3 separate regions of the Mus musculus genome follow, and regions 1 and 3 are each linked to region 2. A link is a contact called in public HiChIP or PLAC-seq and Micro-C data. All regions are on one chromosome and are shown on one strand. Each heading gives the region's core, a stretch centred on a gene start, on an enhancer-like site or on the middle of the called end of the contact. The rest is flanking DNA. Distances are from core to core; before and after follow the strand shown.

What was found. A called contact is a pair of places that touch in the nucleus more often than the background predicts. HiChIP or PLAC-seq counts read pairs in DNA pulled down with a chosen protein or histone mark.
Region 1: a contact with region 2 is called in an H3K4me3 HiChIP or PLAC-seq map of embryonic hindbrain, with 2.9 times the contacts expected there. The contact joins the enhancer-like site here to the promoter of Aatf in region 2. A contact is called at or near these places in 7 of 39 promoter capture datasets (the 3T3-L1 cell line, frontonasal cranial neural crest, hippocampal neurons and 3 more), 3 of 15 datasets of contacts at CTCF or cohesin (CD8 T cells, pro-B cells and stem cell-derived epiblast-like cells), 23 of 484 Hi-C or Micro-C datasets (the G1E-ER4 cell line, the N1E-115 cell line, Th1 cells and 8 more), 11 of 115 datasets of contacts at active chromatin or transcription factors (the SCID.adh cell line, differentiating embryonic stem cells, embryonic forebrain and 6 more) and 3 of 9 other capture datasets (adipose tissue, liver and pancreatic islet).
Region 3: a Micro-C map of the G1E-ER4 cell line shows a contact between it and region 2, with 3 times the contacts expected there. The contact joins the enhancer-like site here to the promoter of Aatf in region 2. A contact is called at or near these places in 1 of 39 promoter capture datasets (stem cell-derived epiblast-like cells), 3 of 484 Hi-C or Micro-C datasets (all in the G1E-ER4 cell line), 4 of 115 datasets of contacts at active chromatin or transcription factors (embryonic forebrain and embryonic stem cells) and 2 of 9 other capture datasets (adipose tissue and pancreatic islet).

The regions. Positions count from the first base shown.
Region 1 is chr11:84,433,666-84,437,879 of GRCm38.p6, forward strand. The region is part of intron 12 of Aatf (apoptosis antagonizing transcription factor); the gene reads right to left. Among named protein-coding and RNA genes, the nearest start is that of Aatf, 78 kb to the right of the region's middle. Within about 2 kb of position 1,431, at least 3 of the 459 cell types and tissues checked have an H3K27ac peak or open chromatin away from gene starts, as enhancers often do.
Region 2 is chr11:84,510,687-84,514,843 of GRCm38.p6, forward strand. It overlaps Aatf (apoptosis antagonizing transcription factor), which reads right to left and starts at 2,815. Exons shown (of 13, transcript NM_019816.1): 1 at 2,606-2,815; 2 at 1,455-1,643; 3 at 797-892. The coding sequence starts at 2,696.
Region 3 is chr11:84,609,099-84,613,613 of GRCm38.p6, forward strand. No RefSeq gene overlaps it. Among named protein-coding and RNA genes, the nearest start is that of Lhx1os, 86 kb to the left of the region's middle. Within about 2 kb of position 2,618, at least 13 of the 459 cell types and tissues checked have an H3K27ac peak or open chromatin away from gene starts, as enhancers often do. A contact at or near this core is called in the G1E-ER4 cell line, where this site is marked.

The DNA.
Region 1 (4,214 bases), core at 181-2,680, 78 kb before region 2:
GTCAATCCGAGTTAATGCAAAGCTGTAATCCTCTTTAACAGAGATCAAATCACTGCCGTGAGTTATGTTTGCTCTGCAATCTGATAAGGAAGAGAAGGAGCGGCTAATAAAAGAGTAATGGGAACCCTTAATGACGCTGGTAAAGGCAGCACCAGTTAGAGCGGGGCTCGTGTTCTGCTGATTAGATCAGTGTTGCATATCTGCCTGGACTTGTTTCACCTGTCAGAATAACCTGTGTCTTCTTAGGAGATAAGAAGCCTCAGAGAAAACATCTGCATTTTAACCATTCGTGCCTAAAGTTCTTACCCAACAGAAAATTCTGTAAGGACAGTGTTTCCTGAGGTCACAGCAGATGAGCTCTCTCAATGCTGTGAAGCTACAGCACAATCTCTCATCAAGACCAGTGCCCAATTCCATTGAATAAAGCAGCACCGTAGGGCAGGAGAGCTTTAAGAAAGCATGTGGGGTGGGGATGGGGCAGGGGGTGGCTATGGGCTGGGGGCAGGGCTTCGATTAGGAGAGAGGGGAACATGCCTGCACACAGAATGTAGGCTGCATACCATACACAAAAATGGCAAGCAGAAGACAAATTGCCTGTAGGAATTCTATTATACCAAGGCACCTCAGGAGCAACATGGCTGCGATGTTGACAAAGCACTTTACAAGATGGGCTTACATTTGCACATTTCTTAAACTCCAGATGTAAGACAATAATACGTTCAGCACACAACACTCATCATCGAAGGGTCCCCGCCTTCTGTTTCATGCCAGCAGCTTTATACATGTACAAAAGATGAGGTTTTATTCTGGAGGAGAGGTTGAGGCTGCTATTCCTACTAAGAATTTCTTGGGATTTTTTTTTTGTTTTGTTTTTGTAAAGGAACCAAATAATTCTAAATGTTAATGTTGCCATCATGTTTGTAATAAAAGTAAGTTACACAGAAAACTGCAATAACCTGCACTTAGAGTGTCAGTGCCATAGTCAACCTGGAGGGAGAATCCTCCTAGAAGTGGCAGCAAACACAGCCATGTCACTTTTCTCAGGCCTGTACCAGCTGACTGTCATTGTTGAGAGCCTGTCCTTGCCAAGAGCAGAAACCAGAGTTAGTGAAGTTTCGCCATGGGCCCCTTCTCAGCATGTCCCCGGGGCTTGCAATGTTCTTCCTGAAGGCACCACACATTGCAAGACTTCACAACTCTAAAGTCTGCCTCCAAAGGCCTAGCTAGCATAGACAGCAAAAGGCAGCGGAAGGTTATGGAAGCTTACTGACGACAGTAAACTCTCTGTGGTCGGCACTCACATCAGGTGAGGGAAACTGTACTCAAAGTCCATGACCAGTTTAGAAAGACCTCTGCCTCTAAGTCAGAGGGGAAGCCAGGACTGACACAGAGTGGCAGCCCACGCCTGCTTTCCTCATCCCCCCCACCCCCCTGCTGGCTGTCTCCAGCATTGCTCTGGAAGAGTGTGGAGAAGTGGTACTTGCTTTCAGGTTCATGGTAAGCCTTGTGCAAAGGCACACAGATTCTTTCAATTCAGAAAAATACGCCAGACACTCGTGTCTCCCTCAGAGTTGGAGACACACCTCCTGGACATAGGACATGCCAGGGTCACCTAAAACTTTCACTAACAAAAGTGTCCCAAAAGCACTTAAACCAGGACCCAAGTGAAACTCTCCCACAGGAGAACTCAGCTGGGCTACTTTGCATTTAAAAAGGGTTTTTAAATAGATCACTTCAAGACAAAAATTCCTAGTGTGAGAAAAGAATTTGTATCAGTAAAAATTAACTAACTAAAGAATACTCCACAGGGGACAAGATGGGGATGCGGTAACCCGCATAGTGTGGGTTAACATTCTGTTTGAAGCTCTGCTCTTTCTCTTTAACGAGTACATTCCCGTTTCAGTCCACTCCAACCAATCCAAATCTATTGACCTCAGACTGGACAGGGACAAGGGAGAGTCAGGGATGGGCACTCAGAGCCCCACCCGGGCAGAATCGAATGTAGGCCTATTGGCGAACAGTAACCTGGAGCCAGGGACACCTGCAGAGAGATGAAGGCACCACAGACCTGGTCAGCTCACCACTGTTGGGGAGCAGCCTCTGGGAACAAAACAGCAAGAGCACAGGAGTTCCTGACAGCACAGTTAGGGAGGAGAGCCTCAAAGAAGCAGCTGGGTCCACAAAGTCAGCGTAGGGCAGAAATCACCAGGAGAGACCGCCTTTCACCTGACAACCTGCAACAGAGGAATGGATAGCAGACCCTTCCCTATGCTGCCATAGTTCACATAATGATTTCAAAAATGAAAATGTTGTTGATATAAAGCAATAAGTTACTGTAGAAAATTCAAGTACTACAGACACAATATAGTAAAAGAATCTTTTACTTCACCCCACTCCCCAGCAATAAATCAAAGTCTGCTTCTTAGCTCCTAATGAGGGGCAGATGAGTTCTCTCATGGAATAGGCTAGCCCAGAGGCAGGCAAGAAAACTACAGTGCTTGGCTTCTTCACTGCCTGTTGTCCCATCTGTCCCTTACCCACTGGCAGCCACTGAGCAGACCCTCTCATACAGTGACACACTGTGGTACAGACACACAAGGATACCATATGCCTGCTTAATGTTCACAACTTAAATTTTAATGCATTCATTTCATTTTATGTGTGTTTTGCCTGCATGTATATATGTACATTATATGAAAGTTCACACTGCATGCCTGGTACCTATGGAGTTCAGAGAGGACACTGGATTTCCTGGAAATAGTTACAAATGGTTGCGACCAGAATGTAGGTGGTGGGAGCGGAACCTGGGTCCTGTACAAGAGCAACAAGTGTTCTTAACTGCTAAGCCATCTCTCCAGCCCCTTACTTTCTATTTTAGATTATAATGAGTACTACAGGCAAGATTTCTCTCATCAGTTAACAGATTATCCTGGAGATCTTTGCATGGCAGTACAACTATTTTGGTCTTTTTTTCCCCTTACTTTATACACGTTAGGTAGCACCAACATGAAAATCTGAAACCTGTACCTTGCTCTGTTGTCCCAGTGCTGGGAACTGAACCTTCAAGGATGCCAGGCTCGGCATATACCACTTGTGATGGTTTGTATATCCTCGGCATATACCACTTGTGATGGTTTGTATATCCTTGGACCAGGGAGTGGCACCATCTGAAGGTGTGGCCTTGTTGGAATAGGTGTGACCTGGTTGGAATGGGTGTGTCACTGTGGGTGTGGGTATAAGATCTCACCCTAGTTGCCTGGAATCAGCTTCCACTAGCAGCCTTTGGATGAAGACATAGAACTCTCAGCTCCTCCTGTGCCATGCCTGTCTGGATACTGCCATGCTCTCACCTTGATGATAATGGACTGAACCTCTGAACCTGTAAGCCAGCCCCAATTAAATGTTGTTTTTTACAAGACCTGCCTTGGTCATGGTGTCTGTTCACAGCAGTAAAACCTTAACTAAGACACCACTACAACGGAACCCAGCCCCTGAAAGCTGAAACTTCTGAGTACCAACATGCTGATTAAATAGCCACGTGGCACCTTTCTGATTTCAGATTTTTCTCATTCTGGAAGCAACTGACAAAGTCTATGCAAACATTGCCAAGCCTGAAAAACTCCCAAAATCTTCTGGTTCTGAACATTTTGATTAATGGAGACCCAACTTGTTTATTTTATCAACACTACAGTGTGGAGTGTTTAGTAGGCTCTTTTCCACTGATGTTTGTTACACAACTCTGCTTCTTTCTCAACAGTTGCTCATAATTTCATCAAAACAATTTTATCTAACCAGTCCCTTATGTATAGTTATTTGTATTATTTGTTTTTCAAGATTATAAACAGTATTACAATAGAGATCCTAGAACCAAAGCTCCTTTTTACACACACACACACACACACACACACACACACACACACACACACACATTAACCAGTAAGTGTTCAAAAGGATTTGCTAGCCACACACTGTACATGAGAGTTCACTGCACACCCTCAGCACAGCACAGGCTGAAAGGCCTTCTGTCTCGGGTCCAAGCCCTCCTGATTACTGGGCCCTGAGGAAGCCGCCGCTCCTTTACTGAGCACAGCACCATCAGACTGACTTGGCCTGGTTTGTTTGCTAATGGACCTGGTTTCTGAGGTCTTTCTCAGGGGAATGTATGTGCTCAAGTTTATTAATAATTCTCTGGTTCCTGTATCATGCTTATAAAG
Region 2 (4,157 bases), core at 1,565-4,064:
ATATCATAACCTGAATGACAGATCCTTGGATATTATCAGTAGATTCTCAACATAGCTCCACTGACCTCCCTAAAACAAATTGCATCCTCTCGATATCCATATCTAGAGACTTCTTCCACCTTGAGAAATGTACTACTGCTTAAAACTATAAGCTAGGGGGCTGGAGAGATGGCTCAGCGGTTAAGAACACTGACTGCTCTTCTGAAGGTCATGAGTTCAATTCCCAGCAACCATATGGTGGCTCACAACCATCCGTAACAAGATCTGGCGCCTTTTCTGGAGTGTCTGAGGACAGCTACAGTGTACTTACATATAATAAATAAATAAATCTTAAAAAAAAAAAAAAGTCACACTGTTTAAAAAAAAAAAAAAAAAAAAAACTATAAGCTAATTCTTTCTCGGGAAAGATTGGAAGCATTATGTTATCATTTACAATGACAAAAGGCCAGTTTCACGAGTAACTAATACACAGGAAATCAATAAAAGACCTGAAAAACAAAAAGAGTCAAAATATAAAACGCACCATGGGCATGTGAACTTTTTTAACCACACAGCTCTGTCAATACCCATTATGCTCTGCCCAGTTTCCCCCTCATTTCAGGGTGAGCCACTAACCTGAACTTGGTAACCTCGAGTGTTAGGTTTCTGTTTGTCTGTTTGTTTTTTAAGACAGGGTCTCAGGTGTAGCACATGCTAGTGCAGAACTTACTGTGTAGCTCAGGCTGGCCTTGAACTCCTGATTCCCCTGCTTCAGTCTCTCCTAATTCTGAGATAAAAGAACTATCCTCGCCCTCACCTTCTAAGTCTTCGTCAACATCTTCTGAGATCTCCTCCAGGCCCAGGCCCTCTGAATCCCCATCTTCAGATCCTCCCTCATCAGATGCTTCGTTATCTAAATTATAAGGGGAAAAAAGGGGAAAGGAGTTACCTAGAGAAAAATACCAGGCCACATCTTTCATTCCAGTTAATCTGTGGGAGCTTATATGACAGAACAAACATGTTATTGTGCTCTATTCAACTGCACGAACTCACTACGTTTCTATCATCTCTAAAACGCTAACAGGAAACAAAGCCTAACTGGGCTTTAGCATCCTTTTTTTTTTTAAAGAATTATTTATTTATTTTATGTTTATGTAGCTGTCTCCACACACACCGGAATAGGGCATCGGATCCCATTACAGATGGTTATGAGCCACCATGTGGTTGCTGGGAATCAAACTCAGGACCTCTGGAAGAGCAGTCAGTGCTCTTAACCACGGAGCCATCTCTCCAGCCCTTTAGCATCCTTTTTAAAGTAACATGCTGACCTCTAAGGCCCTTCCAAGTACCAATTCAATGGTCTCTCCTAAATTAAGTGGAGACCCACAGACTTCCAGAAAGAATCCAGAAACAAAACAGTTTAACCATACAGAACTAAGCCAAGAGAAGAGTTTGGGGTGAAAATGTCTACTCACCAGATGAACTTGGCAGAGCCTGCTCCCAATGGTCTTCTTTCCAAGCTTTCCTAGAAGTGGTCTTGCCAGAATACCTTTTGTCGGTGTCCAAGAGGGAGACTGGTGCCAACTTTCTAATGCTACTCACTGCCAGATCATCTTTCTCCTCTTCCCCTTCATCAAACCTGTCAATCACTCTGGCTCTAGTGGCTGTTGGGGAGGGAGAAAAATAGAATCTTAGGTTAGAAAAATACTTTAACAGGAACCCACTTAAGCCATTTCAACCCCACACCCCACCTTCCTGTACTAGGTGAGTACTCTTAGTACTGGGCTCCACCCCAGCCCTTGATTCATTGTGTCCTCTATAACATAACATAACTAACTTACAGGAATAGGGAGTTGACTTCTGGTTTCTAAGGAGACTGCTGTCATATTGCTATCTATTTCTAAACAGAGAGCTAACTCCCTGCAACTACTAGGAGACATGTTTTTATGCCTTGGAACTTATAAATCTAGGAACGTATAAATCTGATTCTTCCTTGCTTTTCCATGGTGTTTTTTATTGTTTTTCTTTTTCAGAGGTTCTGAAAATTAAATCCAGTGCATCAAGTGTTATCGGCTACATGCCCAGGGTCCTTAATTCTTCCTCAATATGTGACAGTCATTGGGTGCTATAGACACTCATGACACCCCTCCAGTTGTCTTTCTCACACCTCCCTGACCCAAGTCTAAAGCACAATTACTCCCAGCCGGTCTCAGAACAGGTTTATGAAGAATCAGTCTGTCATCAGAATGTGGACAAATGGCTTAAGGCCTAAATAAACATGGCTAAACAGCATCGGGTAATCATTTTCATTCTCATGAAGATTTTAGAAGCAGTCAGTTTCAAACACACAAAAACCTGAAACTCATCAGGCTTCTTTCTCCTTTCGAAGGTAATACCAAGAAAAGTGGCATCCTAAACTGCTGCCAGCCGGCTGCCTGCAACTCCCCGCCAGGGTCCTGATGTCCCGCCCACCCCCAGAGTCTAGAATGCTGGATTACTGCTCACGCCACCCTCCCAAGAGACAATTTTCCCCCAGCGAAAAGGGAAGGCGAGCAGGTCCAAGCACCAGCGGCCCTTGAAGTCGGAGCCACTGCTCTGCACGTGGTTAGCCCCAGTCAGGCCTCACCCTCCTCCGGGTCGGCCTCAGGATCCGCCTCACGCGGTCTCGGATTCAGCAACTGTTCCAGCTGCAGAGCCAAGGGCTGCGGCGCCGCCATGGTCACCAGGTCACTGCCGGCGCTGCGCTCGTGAACCTGCACTGCAGCCCGAGCCCCCCGGCCCGACACTCGCAGCAGTGGCGCTACGGCCCAGACTCTACTTGGCAACTCAAGGCGGAGACCTCGCGGAGGCGGCGTTTAGAATCCCAGTAGGCAACTTCCGGGAGGCGCGCGCGCGCCGGAGGGGCGGGGCGTCGCGTCACCACTGGGCTGCTAAGCTGAGACGCAGGCGCCCGAAACCGTGGCAGGGTTGCGAGCCGCCCGAACGCGCGTGCGCCGGAGGCCCCTCGGACGCGCGGCGCGGGAGCGCGCCGGAGCACGTGACCGCTTGGAGCGAGAAAGGTTGATTGTGCTCTGAGCTGCCAGGGTCCCCTAAGCACGAAATAACGCCTCGAGCTTTGTGCGAGCTTGGTTTAGGAATTAAGCGTAAAGTAGCTGTGGCTGCTGGTGGCTGGCTGGTTTGTGAAAGGGAGTGAAGGATAAGCCTCTCAAACCTCAGGTACACACTCGAGCAAGCACAGACCCGGGACTCAAAACGGGGCTTTTCTCAGGGTAGAGGAGCCTGCGGCCAGGCACACAGCTTCGGGCCAGGATCTGAGAGGCCTGCGTGTGTTAAGTGTGCGGCGAGGTGCGATCTTTATTGATAGAAATAATTAGGAATCGCGATGGTTGTACCACAAATCAAGATTGTTTCTGTAGCTTCTTGTACCCTCTTGCCTGGGCAATCACAGGGAGGGGCAGGGGGGTAGAATTACTCTACTACAGAAGCGTTGATATTAACAGCTTTTCTGTTCAAAGATGGAGTGACTCAGTCAGACCCCCGAAACTAGTGAAGATGGGAGAAGAGAAACCCTTCACTCAGTTCTGGTATTAGATGGCCAGACTCAAAATACACAAAGACCTTAATGTGATAAATGTAATTGCACCCAGGCCCATGAAGCTATGCCATCACTTTGCATTCGTTTTTCTTTTCATGGAGCATCCCTTGACGCCCACTACTGTGGCAAGCACTGCTAGATGAAATATAGGATGTGTAAGTTAGACTCTCTCTCCACACAGTGACCAGTCTAGAAGGGCAGGAAACATGAACTGCACCGAGGAATGACAAATTTGAGTGTAAAGTGGTCTGTCTATACTGATCTGTTGGAGGTCTTCCTCCATGGAGACCTAGAATCTACTATAACAGGAAAGCTGCCTCAGAAGAATCCAGAAAAAAAAAAAAAAGAAAAAACGACTTGAATAATAGACACTGTGTCCATGCCTGTTTGTATGTTAAGACAGTCTCTTGCCTCCTACACATCATGTAATTGAAGATGACCCTGAATTTCTTGACCCTCCTGTCTCCACTGGGATTAGAGACATGTGCCTGCCACTACACCCTGTTTATTTAGAGCTAGGGGCTGAACCCAGAGTGTTCTGTACACTAAGCAGGAGCTCTTCCAGTTCTAAGTCCCCAGGCCA
Region 3 (4,515 bases), core at 1,368-3,867, 98 kb after region 2:
TCTGCCTCCCGAGCGTTGGGGTTACAGGCATGAGCCTCTATGCCTGGCTGCCTGGGAGCTTTATTCAGAGGTGGCCTAGATGCCTGGAGCATGGGGCACATAGATCTTTCATGGCTGTGTTTCATCAGTTCTGGGCCTCCTGGTTCTGCGTATGTTAGAATTCACACTCCCAGGCGGGGAGAGAGGTTGCTAAGCGGTTAGAGCTCTTGATGTGCAAATATTAGGACCAGAATTCAGATCCCCAGAAATCTACATAAGTTCCGGGTGAGCATAGAAGCCTTCCTGTAGTTCCAGTTCCAGAAGACGAATATAGGGAGGCCTGGAAGTCATTCATGCCTAGTACTGTGAGTAGCACAAGTCAGGATTGACCAGGGACTATTATGTTGGACCTGAGACTTTAAAATTCAGTAAAGTCTCCTGAGGAAGAGCGGCGAGTGGAAAAGCATCTTAGATGAAGGGGACAGCATATGCTTAATATGACAAAGCAAAGAGGAGAAACTCAGGGATGTGGAATGAGTTGGGAACAGGCAAAATAGCTGGGGCCGGGTCACCGAGGGCCTTGCAGGCCAAAATGAGAAGTTAAAAACTTATTCTAAACACACAAACAAATAAAATAAAGATTGTTAAATTACTTCTGGCTGGGAGGAAAGGCTTTGAATATGTAGGAGGAGGACTGGGTACAGAGGGCTGAACTCAAAGACCTAATTCTCCTAAGTTTTGAGGCTTATAAGGACAACAACTGGGGTGGTGTTGGGTATAGAGCAGGGTCTGATAACTCTCTTGGGTTCCTGGGGGTCCTGGCAGATGAGTACAAGGTCATCCCAAATCCCTTCAGGACCTTTGGCCAGCTAGGCAAACGCAACAGCCTTTTGCTTTGCCCCACTATCCTTCCTATAGAAGAGACTGGGGAGTGGGAGTAGGGTAGGGTCGTAACCCCTGCCCCTCATTCCCTCTGACACCTCTAGGGAACTGGGTCAGGGCCTGGCACCCAGTGAGTATAACTGATGCCACAAATCAAAGAGGTCAGGATAGATGGCCTCCATGGCCCTTCACAAGGTGGATGGATGGGGAATGGAGGGACCAGGAGCTGGGGCCAGTGGAAAGGTGGAGGAGGGGTAGTGGTGTGCGCCTAGCTCAGTCCTAAGGGGTCATGGGAAGGGGGGAAGGGCAAGGAAGAAGAACCTAGGGATGGGGAGGAGAAAAGCAGAGCAGGGGAAAAAACAGATATAGGGAGAAAGAAGAAGACAGGAGGAGGAGGAGGAAGAGGAGAGGGAGGAGAAACAGCAGGGGTGATAGAGAAGGAGAAAGGGAAAAGTAAAGAGGAAAAGAAAGGAGAAGAAAGGAATAAAGAGAAGAGACAGGAAGGAGGAGGCGAAGAGAGAAATAAAAGAAGAAAGTAAATACAAAGCCGAGGATGAGGTGCGCATCTGTAGTACCAGCACCTAGAGACGGAGGCAGGAGGATTGCTTTGAGTTGGAGGTCAGCCAGGGCTACAGTGTGTGACCTGTCGGGGTGTGGGAAGAGGAAAGAGCTCGAGACCTGGAGGAAGGAGAGAAGGGTGAGGAGAATGAGTGCAGGCCAGGGACTAAAGCAGGGAGAAGCTGAAGAAACGGAGAGTAAAGAGAAGAGAGTGGATCAGGGAATGAAGTGAGCAGAAGAGAAAGGAGAAAGAGGAAAAGCAGGAGGAAGAGGAAGGAGAGAAGGGGGAGGGAGAGAAGAGAAGGCAGAAGGGAGGAGCCAGAGCTGTGGCACCTCCTGAGTCCCGGGAGCTGCAGTGGGCACCAGGCTGGCAGGAGGCCTGGCAGGCAGGCGGGCACCATAAAGCCAAGCACAGTGGGCTGCTATGAAGATCTATTGGGCCCCGCAGTACCATTGTCTTCAGAAGGAATTAAAAACAAATTGCTGAGGGCCAGCACATAATTTAAAGACTCACGGCAATTTTATGACTTGCTAATGTTCCTAATTACATGCCCGTGAAAGGCTTAATTAATTGGGGGATGTAGCAAAAAGTAGAGCCTGTGTTTGTTATCATGGTTCCAGTGCATTGATTTTAGTGCCTATGGAGAATTTAGGGCCTCTTTATTTGCACAAAGAAAATGCAAGTCTCTCGAAAAAATGCACATTAAGATCAACCCCTCACTGCTATCTAATATACTTTCCTCTACTTAACCAAAGTGCTTGTAATCATATTTTGTAAATGTTGGTGCTGTTAATTGCATTGTGAGGGGAAATGGGTTCCGCTTGGCTGGTTGTGGAGAATTTTATAAAGTTCCTTCCAGGCACCCCATTCCAGGGGACTCTACCCAGGAAACTTGTGGAGATGTTGGGGTGCTCAGACTGGGACACTGATGGATTAAAGTCCCCTGTTCTAGCTGGTCCTTGGCTTATCCCCATTTTTGTTCTGAGACTCCTAGTGGTAAGTTGAGTGTAGCTGGGCCCAGTGGGGTAGGGTGAGGCCAATTTCAAAGGGGAGGGAGGAAGGCTGCACTCAGATGTTCCTCTCACAAGCATTGGAGTTGAAGACTTCCAATTCGGGCTTGGCCACACACTTCCTGTGAGGCCTGTGAGGAGAGACACCTGGTGGCTTCACTGGGCCTGAAACAGATCAAAGGCCTTGGCTGTTCTCCAAAGCTACTTTCTCTTCTTGTCCCTCCTTCGCGGACTGTAGGAGCGATCCCCTTGCAGCTGAGGCTCTTGGTGAGAAATATCCAACCCTTCTCCCCCAAATCTTTTCAAGACTGTCTCCTTCCTTGACTTTCCACAGGATATACACTAGGAGGTGCAGGTAGAGATGGGAACTGTCCTGGTAGATGAGAGAGCAGTTTGCTTCCTTCACTGCTTCCTTCCTCATTCTGTAGCCCAAGCTAGCCTCCAACTTATCTGCCTCTGCCTCCTGAGTGCTAGGATTAAAGATGTGTTACTTGGCTAGGTCTTTTTTAAAAAAACAAAAACAAAAACCAAAAAACGATTGATTGATTAATGTTGGGTTTTCAAAGCAGAGTTTCTCTGTGTAGTTCTGGATGCCCTGGAACTAACTCTGTAGACCAGGCTGGACTTAAACTGAGAGATCCTCCTGAGCGCTGGGACACCTTGTGATTTATTGTAATTTCTGTATCTGAGTGTTTGCCTGTATCTACGGATGTGCACTATTTGTGTGTTTGGTGCCTTCAAAAACCAGAAGAGAGTGTTGGGTCCCTTGAACTGGAGTTATGAATTGTGAACCACCATGTGGGTGCTGGGAATCAAACCCTGGTAATCTGCAAGCGCAGATTACTTACTTAATCATTGAACAAAAGGGATCCTTTGCACATGCAGACTAGGGCCTGGGACTACAGCTCACCATAGAGTGTTTGCCTAATACACAGAAAACCTCGGGTTGGATCCTTAACATTGCATGTAACTGGGAATGAAGATACAAGCCAGAAATCTCAACTTTCAGGAGGTGGAGTCAAGAGAATCAGCAGTTGAAAGACATCCCGGTTACACAGGAAGTTCTGGGCCAATGTAGACTACAAGAGACCTTGTTTCAAAAAAGAGACCTTGTCTCAAAAAACAAAACAAAACAAAACAAAACAAAACAAAACAAAACAAAACAAGAAACAAAAGACAGCCTGGCGTGGTGGCCCACACCTTTAATCCCAGCACTTGGTAGGCAGAGGCAGGCAGATTTCTGAGTTCGAGGCCAGCCTGGTCTACAAAGTGAGTTCCAGGACAGCCAGGGCTTCAGAGAAACCCTGTCTTGAAAAACAAAAACAAACAAACAAAAACAACAACAACAAAAAGAAACAAAAAGCAAAACAAAACAGCACCACAACAACAAAAACAAGAAACTACATACACAGGAAAACACATGCAAATCAGGCTTTATTCTGCTCTTTCTGAAATCCATGCAGGCTTCCCCTAACACTTAGAATAAAAGCCAGACATCACGGGTTCCACAGAACCCCCTTTCCCATCTCTCTGTGGCCCACATTGTACTCGCTGAGTCTTAAAAACCATTTCTCCTTCTGTGGCTCCAGATAAGCTCTTCCTGCCCCAGGCTCATGCACTGCCGTTTCCGCTGTCTGTCTGCCAAACACCTTCCCTCTATTTTACAGGACCAGTTCTCTTTCTACATTCAAGTCTTGCTCAAAAGCCTTTTCCTAGAAAGCTCTTCCGGTGGTGACCATCCAGTGACAAGCACAGTCACCTCCAATCACAAGAATTTCCTCTCTAAGCATGCTAAGCAGACACATTTGCTTTGCTCTGTTTGATCTCAGTCTGGGGCGCTTGGTTTTGCAGACCTTGCTGGTGGCTTGTTTCCTGGCATGCCCTGCAGTTTTAGAATTTGGACCCATGGTTGAAGGGCTTTATCAATAAAGATCTGGGAGGGCTGGATTGGATGTGTGCCTCCAGTTAGCAGAGGCTGTGTTGGGCTCATCTGTAAGGCTGGTACTGGCTCAAGTCCACGATTGTGGATGGCTTCACATTGTCTAGTCTTGTGGAATGGATGATCGGCCTCAGATGAGGAAGCCC